2 separate regions of the Mus musculus genome follow, and region 1 is linked to region 2. Evidence: chromatin contacts called from public HiChIP or PLAC-seq data. All regions are on one chromosome and are shown on one strand. Each heading gives the region's core, a stretch centred on a gene start, on an enhancer-like site or on the middle of the called end of the contact. The rest is flanking DNA. Distances are from core to core; before and after follow the strand shown.

Region 1 (5,040 bases), core at 1,710-4,209, 77 kb before region 2:
GCCATCCTGGTCTATATAAGTTCTAGGACAGCCAAAGTTATGTTGAAGGACAGTGTTTCAAAAATAAGTAAGTAAATAAATAAATAAGCAGAGAAAGAATTAGAGCATGCTTAGTGCTCTGCCAGCTTTCTCCCATTTATATCAAGGCCAGGGAATGGTGCCACCCACAGTGGATGGGTCATTTCACCTCAACTGAAAAAACCAAAACATGCCCAAGGTACAACCTAATAGAGACAATCCCTTACTGAGATCCTGTCCCAAGCGACTCTTAATTGTGTCAGGATAATGATTAAAACTAATCACATGGGCTGGTGAGATCAGAAGGTAAAGGCCTTGCTGCCAAACTGATCACCCCAAGACCCTCGTGGTGGAAGAGAGAACCTATTCCTGGAAGCTGTCCTCTGACATCCTCACATGCACCAGGGTAGTGCCCTCGCTCGCTCTCTAGTGTTCTCTCTCTCTCTCTCTCTCCCTCTCTCTCTCTCTCGCTCGCTCCCCCTAACCCCCCCCCCCATAAGATTATTTTGTAAGGAGCTGGAGAGATGGCTCAGCAGTTACAAGCACCTGCTGCTCTTGCAGAAGATCTGAGTTTGGTTTCCCGCACCCACATGGTGGCTCACAGCTGTCAGTAACTTAGGTTCTAGACAACTTCTGATTTCCATGAACACCAGTCAGGAATTTGGTGTACATACATATATGCAGGCATAAATAAAACAAAATAAATCTAATTTTTAAAAAGATTTTATTTATTTTATGTATGTGAGTACACTGCAGCTGTCTTCATATACACCAGGAGAAGGCATCAGATCCCATTACAACTGATCGTGAGCCACCATGTGGTTGTTGGGAATTGAACTCAGGACCTCTGGAAGAGCAGTCAATGCTCTTAACCGCTGAGACATCTCTCCAGCCCTTAAAATATTTTAAAATATCATTTTATAAACCAGGTATGATGGTACACACCTTTAATCCCAGCACCCAGAGAGACAGACGCAGCCAGAGTTGTATGAATTCTAGGCCAGCCAGTGCTACACAGAGAAACCCTATCTCCCAAAACCAGAAACCTATGGCTCCTCCCTAGAGCTCTTGGACCATCCCTGGGATGCTATAAACTATCAACTCAGTTCCTCTCACTGAGATACCGGGGGTATATGGAGAGTGTATAAGAATCCTAGGACAGCAGGCTGTGGTGGCACAGGCTGTTCATCCCAGCACTCAGGAGCTTGAAGGACATGGGTAGCAGGTTCCAGGCTAGCCTGGTATACATAGACAAATCTTGTACTTTGGTCTGGATGTAAAATATCTCCCATAAAATACCTTATGAACACTTGGGGAGGTAGTGGAGTCTTTCAGATTCTGGCTGGAGGAAGTGGGTCAAGCAAGCCTTGAGTGTTCCGACATGGTCCTCCTTCTAGCTCCCTTCTGTTCACTTCCTGGTCTGAGATGTCAACACACCGCCCTGGGCTCTATGCCAGGCCTTCCCAGTGAGGTAGACTGTATTTCCTTAAATTGAGCCACATCCTGAATTGTTCCTGTAACATCTAACGTTGGCCAACAAAATGTGTCTGTGAGGTAAAAGTGGTTGTTATTCAAGCCTGATGTTTGATTCTGAAACCCAGCATGGAGGGAGAAAAGTGACTCCTGGGAGTTGTCCTTTGACCTCTGAGTTTGTGCTATGACATGTACATGTCTAAACACACACACACACACACACACACATACACACATACACAAAGTTAATAAAATAAAAACAAAAATTGAGGGGGAGCAAAAGATCCTTTAGAAAGCACTCCCCTCATAATCATGATACATGTTCAGTCTCCAGGACTGCACTAAGCAGGCAAAGTGGCAGATCTTGTAATCCCAGCCCCTTTGAGCAGAAGCAGGAAGATCAAGATCAAGATCATCCTCAGCTCCCCCAAGAGTTTGAGACCAGCCTAGGGTATACAGTTTGCCAGTTTCCACCACTCCTTATTACCTACCAGCAATATTGAGGCTAAAATAAAAAGCATTTTTTTTTTTTTTTTCTTTTCGAGACAGGGTTTCTCTGTGTAGCCCTGGCTGCCCTGGAACTCAGTTTGTAGACCAGGCTGGCCTCGAACTCAGAAATCCGCCTGCCTCTGCCTCCCAAGTGCTGGGATTAAAGACGTGCGCCACCACGCCCGGCTTAAGTTTTGTTTTTAAATTTGATTTTTATGGTATAGTCATTGGTGTTTTGCCTGTACATATTTCTGTGAGGGTGTCAGACCTCTGGAACTAGAGTTATAGGCAGTTAGTTGTGAGCTGCAATGTGGGTACTGAGATTTGAACCCCGGTCCTCTGGAAGAGCAGCCAGTACTTTTAACTGCAAAGGCATTTCTGAAGCCCCATATCAATTCAGTCTGACCTGAACTTTTTAGCAAAGGGCTATGTAGAGATGTAGAGAGAGAGAGAGAAAGAGAGAGAATATGAGAGAGACAGAGACAGAGAAAGACTTTTTGGTATTTCAGGATTATCTTATTGCAGAACTATGCAAAGAAAGATTCAAGTCTCCCTGGCACTGCTTAGTTCCTTAAACTTGAGTTTGTGAACTCTAGACACACAAAGAAACCTGTCAGAAACTGCCATGATGAGGAAGGTGAGGGTTGAATTGGGGACCGATGATGGAGAAAGCCAGAACTTCCAGAATTCACTTGAAACGGAAGGAAGTCCTGTGGGGCACCCGGAAGTAGCTGGTGAATAAACTAGCAACTTCCGGTTGAGGCAGGAGAGGAGGGTTTCCAGCAGCGTCCTTTAGAATACAGCTACATGATTCAGTGTATTTTTTTTCTCCCTAAAAAGAAATAATTGAGCACTTACGTTGCGGGTTTGTTCTATTGCTTTGAATTAATCCAGCCCTCAAAATCAGGATCTACATGTCCGAATGCTGAAGGTCCTTGTCCCCAATTGGCTTTTGGTCGATCAATAAAAAGGCAACAGCCAATGGCTGGGCAGGTAGACTGAGGCGGGACCTTTGGATTTGCATGGGCTAGGGACTGGGAGAGTGGAAGGCGGCAAAGATCGCCATGATGGGGAAGAAAGACCAGACCTAAAGGCCCGCGGACACGTGAGAATCAGGGAAAGTGGCCACTTGGACCACTTCCCCAATTGTGTTTGGGGTAACAGAGATGAAATACAGATTTTAAAAGATGTAACTCAGGAGTACCGGAGGGGAGTGTTTGCAAGCAGCAGGAAGGATTTAGAAACACCCAACCAGCCGGGCGTGGTGGCACACGCCTTTAATCCCAGCACTCCGGAGGCAGAGGCAGGCGGATTTCTGAGTTCACGGCCAGCCTGGTCTACAAAGTGAGTTCCAGGACAGCCAGGGCTATACAGAGAAACCCTGTCTCGAAAAACCAAAAAAAAAAAAAAAAAAAAAAAAAGAAACACCCAACCATTAAGCTAGTCAAGGCACATTTAAATTAACTAGTGCGTGTGTGTGTGTGTTCCATTCAGGAATCCAGATAGCTCTTGGGCGAGTGCACGAATGCCACCCATCAGGAACATGGAACGGTTAACTAATTACTGCTTCATAGCTGGGCGTGGTAGTGCATGCCTTTAATCCCAGCACTGAGGAGGCAGAGGCAGGTGGATTTCTGAGTTTGAGAAACCCTGACTCAAAAAAACCAAACCAACCAAACAAATAAATTACTGCTTCACCTTTAGACTGGTGGTGGGTGCTTGCCTAGTAGGCAAGGAGCTCTGGGTTTGAATTCCAACACTGCCAAAAACCGGAGGAAGAGGAGGAGGGAGAGAAAGCTGGAGGCTGGGCAGGGTGGCACACATACTTTCAGCCGCAACTTTCAGGAAGCAGAGAAAGGTCGATCTCCATGAAGTTGAGGCTATCTAGGAGCCAAGGCTATCTAGGGAGACCTTTTTTTGAGAGGGAGGGAGGGAGAGAGAGAGAGTGGTTGAGGCTTAAGGACCAAGGTGGGTCCTTAGCTCTGCTCTTCATCAGTCTCCTCTACTTTTCTTCTGTTTAATTTTTTCTTAAGAAAACATTTAAAGTGTGTTCGTGGGAAGTGGGAGAATATATAGAAATAGTTGCTAGGATATGCACAAATACTCCCCGAAAGAACCGACTAACTGTATAAGAGTAAGAACAGTAAAAAAAATTCAAGCATCTCAAGTCGAAAAATTGGGAAGAGACCAGGCAAGGCAGGAAGACTACTACATATACATTTGTTTTGCTCTGAGGCAGGGTCTCTCTCTGTCGTCCTGAGACTTGCTATGTAGACCAGGCTGACCTCAAATTCTCATAGATCCTCCTGCCTCTGCCTCCTAAGTGCTGAGATTAAAGGCATTGTGTTACCAGGCCCAGCACCTTCCAAGTTGAAGAATTAGAGTGGTGTGCCACCTTGCCTAGTTTTATGAAGTGCTAGGAAAGAACTCGGGCCATGTCTCAAGAAAATGAAAAGAAATACTTTTACAATAATAAAAAAGTATATTATGGGGCTGGACACTCACTGACTGTTCTTCCAGAAATTGGCATTCTATTTCCAGCAACCACAAGGTGGCTCATAACCATCTGTAATGGGATCCAATGCCCTCTTCTGGTGTGTCAGCGACAGTGTACTCACATACATAAAATAATAAAATCTTTAAATATTTATTATATGTAGTATAATATTTTATCATAATAAAGTATCATAAATAAAAGAATATATTAAGGTAAATGTTTTTTAAAATCAAATTTCAAAGTATAATACAAAAGTGTCAAATATTTTTAAGATTAAGACAAAAAAAAAGTTAGGTCTCATACCCAGGACAAACACTGAGTTGTACTTAACACATCAATGCAGACGTGTCCACCAGGTTCTCCAAGCATCCCTTAGTCCCTATTGTTACAGGGTATGACTAGCATACCCTGCCCCCTACCCTAAACTTTTCCAGCTTAGAGGCTGGGCTGCCCTTCCCTATATGTTCCAGTCATTTTGGTTACCTGGTCTGTTCATCCACTCTTTACCTTCGTGGCCATTTGGTCTGACTCCCCGCTGTCCCCTCCCCTTCTGCTCACATGGC
Region 2 (4,569 bases), core at 1,161-3,660:
GAGTACAAAGACAGTTGCTTCTTTTGAGTAAGGTTGATCTTGTGTATTCTTATGCGAGTTGATATTTTTATTTTACAGGAAGTGACTGATCCTGAGAAAGGATTCATCGATGATGACAAAGTCACCTTTGAAGTTTTTGTACAGGCAGATGCTCCCCATGGAGTTGCGTAAGTTTTTGTCCAGTTAGGTTCTCCTGTACTGTTCTGTGACACACGAGAATATGCCTAAGAGATGCTAACCGTCTTGAGTTTGCCCCTATACTCAACATCATAGTTACCTACTTTATACCCTTACCAGTGGGTTTTCTACCAGCCAGCACTGGTTTTCCAGTCACAGTGTTATCTATAAAGAAACCAGGGCCTTCATGTGTGTGGCTGTTTGCTTTTATTTTGAAGACTGCACAGGTATGAAAACCTGTCACAGGAAATGTACTGGGGACTACTGACAGGTAGGTCCCTTTGTAGGTGTGAGGCTCAACTCTGGGCTCTTGGCCAGGCCCTGGGACTGCAGTCACTCGTCCTCTCTGGTGTTGTCAGTGTTCCTTTGTCAGCATGCTAGATATGTAGCCGGATCAGAAGTTTGCTGGGAAGAAGTAGTAGTTTTCTGTTTAGCAGTAGATTTCTCTCTGCTGGGTGGTCACATGGGTTGAAAATATCTGGGACACAGCTTAGACTACCATTTTAAGTAGCCATTCAGCATAACAAAGAGTTGCTGCCCTTGAGGTTTAAAAATGCATTCTAAAACCTGAAAATCTACATTCCTGTCTTCTGCATAAATGTATTTCTATAGATTTGGTGATGGGGTTGTCTGCCACGTCTTATACACATTAGGCATTCATATTTTTGGGGTGTGTGTGTGTGAGAGAGAGAGAGACAGACAGACAGACAGAGAGAGAGAGAGAGAGAGAGAGAGAGAGATTGAGATCGATCATCGATCTGTAGTCACATTTGATGTAAAAGGTAGCCCCCGGTGTCTTGAGTGCTGACCTTTATAAATGACAGTGGTGCTGAGAACTGTTAGGAGACTGTTAGGTGAACGCTGAAATTGAGTGTGAGTGTCTATGGCAGTGAAAGATCCGTGTAGTGTGAGCGAGGCCTCAGTTCCTAGTGTTGTGCCTAGAGGAATGGTCAGTGTTTCTTTGTCAGCATGCTAGATAGCAGAAGATGACATGTGATGGATCAGCTGTACAGGTGCCAGGGCGAATGGCCAACTGAGCCCTATATATTGTAGAAGCCAGGTATCCCTGGCAGTGGACCTTCAAACTTGGACTGTCTTTCAGGTGGGACTCAAAGAAGCATACTGGCTATGTCGGCTTAAAGAATCAGGGAGCAACGTGTTACATGAATAGCTTGCTGCAGACCTTGTTTTTCACAAATCAGTTACGAAAGGTAAATGAATAGTATTCCTTTCAGCAGCTTTCTGCCTTCTCTTCTGCAAGGTATGTTAAAGGCCCAGCAGATACTCTCTTACCTCCCCAGACAGCAGCCCTTTTCTCTGCAGGGAGGCCTTGCCAGGATGCCTTTAGTCTCTGGTGGTGGTGGGGACCACCTGGTCTTGGAGCTAATTGATGTGATCAAATTTAAAAATAGAAACACCATAATGATAACAATTAATTGATTTTAGGGCTAATGTTTCTACCTTTAAAGTATATTTATTCCCAGGCTCCCTCTGACCTTATTTAGAGTCTGTGTAGTACTGGCTCTCTTGTAGCTGACAGGCTGGCCAGAGATCACTCCACATTAACCAGATCTGCCTGCCTGGTTAATGTGGAGTGCTGGGATTAAAGATAGGTGGCACCACAGCCAGCTCCACACCCTCTTCATAATGTTCGGGAGAGGAGGTGTCTACACATGCTTCTAGACTGGCTTTAGTCACTTAGTAGTCTTTGTGGTCCTCCTGCCTCGGCTTCATAATAAGCAGTTTGAGGCTAATGATGGAGGGTGGTGCTTTTCTGACTGCAGACAGTATGGAGTAGGACAGAGAAGGTACTTGTATGTGTGTCTCATCTGCTCGCTTCTGCGACAGCTGCTCTTGAGGTGGAAGCTCGCAGAGTGGTAGCTTGAGTGCCATCTGCATTTCATCCTCTCTGGTGCCTAGACACTGGCAGGGTTAAATGTGCACACCCCAGGGAGTGAGTGCAGGGGGAGCTGTAGGTGACTTAAGTTTTTTCTAAATTGTCTCTACAGACATTTGATGGTTTTACAAACTTGAGCCCCTAGCAAATTGCTTTACTCCTTATGATATTAGAAATGATACTTTTACCTAAAATTAAACACTTCTAAATCAATTCTTTTAGGCTGTGTACATGATGCCAACAGAGGGCGATGATTCATCTAAAAGCGTCCCTTTAGCATTACAAAGAGTGTTCTATGAATTACAGCACAGCGATAAGCCCGTAGGAACAAAAAAGCTCACAAAGTCATTTGGGTATGTATCAGCAATCCGCCTCCATTCTGCTTTCTGTGTAAGGGACAGAGTGGAGACAGGAGAGACCGGCATCTGGCTCAGGCAGGCTCAGGGCTGGCCCCAGGGCTTCTATCCTTTCCCTCTTTGGAAGTAAGGCTTTGTGTTAGAGTTTTTCCTGAAAGATTTCACCACTTTGCTTTTTGACAAAGGGGCGTGTCTTGCATTGAAGTGTATGTGACTTGTAGTTACCACCTTTTAGATTTTAAAAAATTTAAAATTTTCACTGACTGCTAATAAAATTCAGTTTAATCTTTGCATTATGACAATCCCCAAGATATTCTTTACATACAAAAAAAAAACTACCTACTGAATTTGAGGCTAGAGGTTAATTGAATTTAGTTTGCAGTCTAGATTGCATCTTAATTTACTCCCTTGAAATTCAGAAATTGAAATGTCGATACTCCTTTTCTCTTTGAAAGGTGGGAAACTTTAGATAGCTTCATGCAACACGATGTTCAAGAGCTTTGTCGAGTGGTAAGTTTCAAGCAGCAACTATTTGGTTGTCAAAGTGAATGAGACAATGCTAGAGGTCTTTACCAAGTAGTTTCACAACTAAGACTAAGGTTACCTTGGCTTAGGACTGATGTGTAGGCCAGAGTTAAAAGAGTGCTGGGATCCCACCAACATGCCTGGTTTAGGGCTCGTCTAGTTTCGAACTGTGGGAAACTGAGTCAGAAGGTGATGTGATGCTGGGGAAGGTTGAGCAGATGTAGCTGTGAGTAGTGGGTTTCTCACTGATTGCCTGAGCATATGCAAAGGAGTCACAAATCAAGGGAAACTCACTTTGATTAGGCAGCTGCAGGCACTACAGAGGTGGTGCTGTTGCCTGTCCCCATTAGTCACTAGTCATTCGTTCCTGGATTGAGGAAGGACATAGAAGCGTGCTCACGCAGACTTGGAATGGATGTTCAAGGTGATTGGCTGGGCAAGGTGTGTTTTCTTTTTTGCAGCACTAGCTGGATTGAATCAGTTCATTAAATATCCATGGACAAACCAGTCAATCCTGTTGACAGGCTCAACCTCATTAATCTCTTGGTGTGGACCATTCCGAGTTAAGTTTAGTGATCAATTTACATGCTTTTCCACAGAGGTAAAATAAACATAAAAAAATGCTTCTAAAGGCACTCGAGATTACTAATTCATCCCAAAGACTGTGTAAAAGGTTAACCTCAACTATTGCATGGAGATATTTTTTGTAAAAGCAACAAAATCCAGCCAAGAAAGATTTTGTATGTTTTTTTTTTAAATAATTGCATGCCAAAGGTAATATATTTATAGTCTAGAAATTCTTTGTTGGCATTTCCAAGTAAAGTGTTAAATTACTATGCATTACTCAAGTATAAGTTGTTTTTAATGCGCAAATCTTCTCTTTCAGTTGCTTGATAATGTGGAAAATAAGATGAAAGGCACCTGTGTAGAGGGCACCATTCCAAAGTTATTCCGAGGCAAAATGGTGGTATGTGAGCATGCGCTTTAAAGAGTGGCTTTGGGAGACTGACAGACTGGCAGCCAGTGCTGACGCTGCCTCTCTTTACTTACAGTCCTATATTCAGTGCAAAGACGTAGACTACCGTTCTGATAGGAGAGAAGATTATTATGATATCCAGCTAAGTATAAAAGGAAAGAAAAACAGTAAGTCTTGTTTTCATGTTTCATTGCTGCTCTCGCTCAGTGTCTCATTAGGAACAGGGATTGTGTTATAATTAAGGTTAGATGCAGGGAGTGACATCTTAAGCACACAGCACATTGGGTGACTACCTGCTTCTGTGTATCCAACTCTCAAGAGCCGTGTGTCCAGCTGCCTGGAAGCCTCTTGTGGCCTGCCCAAGCCCTGGACCCCCTCCCCATCAGAGGAAACACTCTAGCATTCAGCAGCTTGGGCTGGCCTGGTTGTAGTCTGAGCCTTTTTCAGCATCTTGTTCCTGTGTGCTTCATGTGATCCTTACAGGACTAGTGGCTTGATCATCACCTAGTGTTCATTTTAGGGGCTTTTATCTACCGTATTGCTTTTCTACAGGTTCAGGCCATTGCTCTCATTCATTTCCTGCTTGCATTTATGGCAGGCTCAGCATCATTTATCTCGTGGTGTGGACTGATACCTAA

What was found. HiChIP or PLAC-seq counts read pairs in DNA pulled down with a chosen protein or histone mark.
Region 1: a contact with region 2 is called in an H3K27ac HiChIP or PLAC-seq map of embryonic stem cells, with 9 read pairs. The contact joins two enhancer-like sites. A contact is called at or near these places in 13 of 39 promoter capture datasets (the 3T3-L1 cell line, 3T3-L1-derived adipocytes, the C10 cell line and 7 more), 11 of 484 Hi-C or Micro-C datasets (the C2C12 cell line, CD4 single positive thymocytes, DN3 thymocytes and 6 more), 5 of 115 datasets of contacts at active chromatin or transcription factors (embryonic stem cells and pancreatic cancer cells) and 3 of 9 other capture datasets (adipose tissue, liver and pancreatic islet).

The regions. Positions count from the first base shown.
Region 1 is chr16:8,781,375-8,786,414 of GRCm38.p6, reverse strand. No RefSeq gene overlaps it. Among named protein-coding and RNA genes, the nearest start is that of Gm25805, 18 kb to the right of the region's middle. Within about 2 kb of position 2,959, at least 56 of the 459 cell types and tissues checked have an H3K27ac peak or open chromatin away from gene starts, as enhancers often do. A contact at or near this core is called in embryonic stem cells, where this site is marked.
Region 2 is chr16:8,704,457-8,709,025 of GRCm38.p6, reverse strand. Usp7 (ubiquitin specific peptidase 7) reads left to right here. Exons shown (of 31, transcript NM_001003918.2): 5 at 79-167; 6 at 1,280-1,388; 7 at 2,297-2,427; 8 at 2,886-2,940; 9 at 3,842-3,922; 10 at 4,008-4,098. Among named protein-coding and RNA genes, the nearest start is that of Gm5767, 26 kb to the right of the region's middle. Within about 2 kb of position 2,410, at least 7 of the 459 cell types and tissues checked have an H3K27ac peak or open chromatin away from gene starts, as enhancers often do. A contact at or near this core is called in embryonic stem cells, where this site is marked.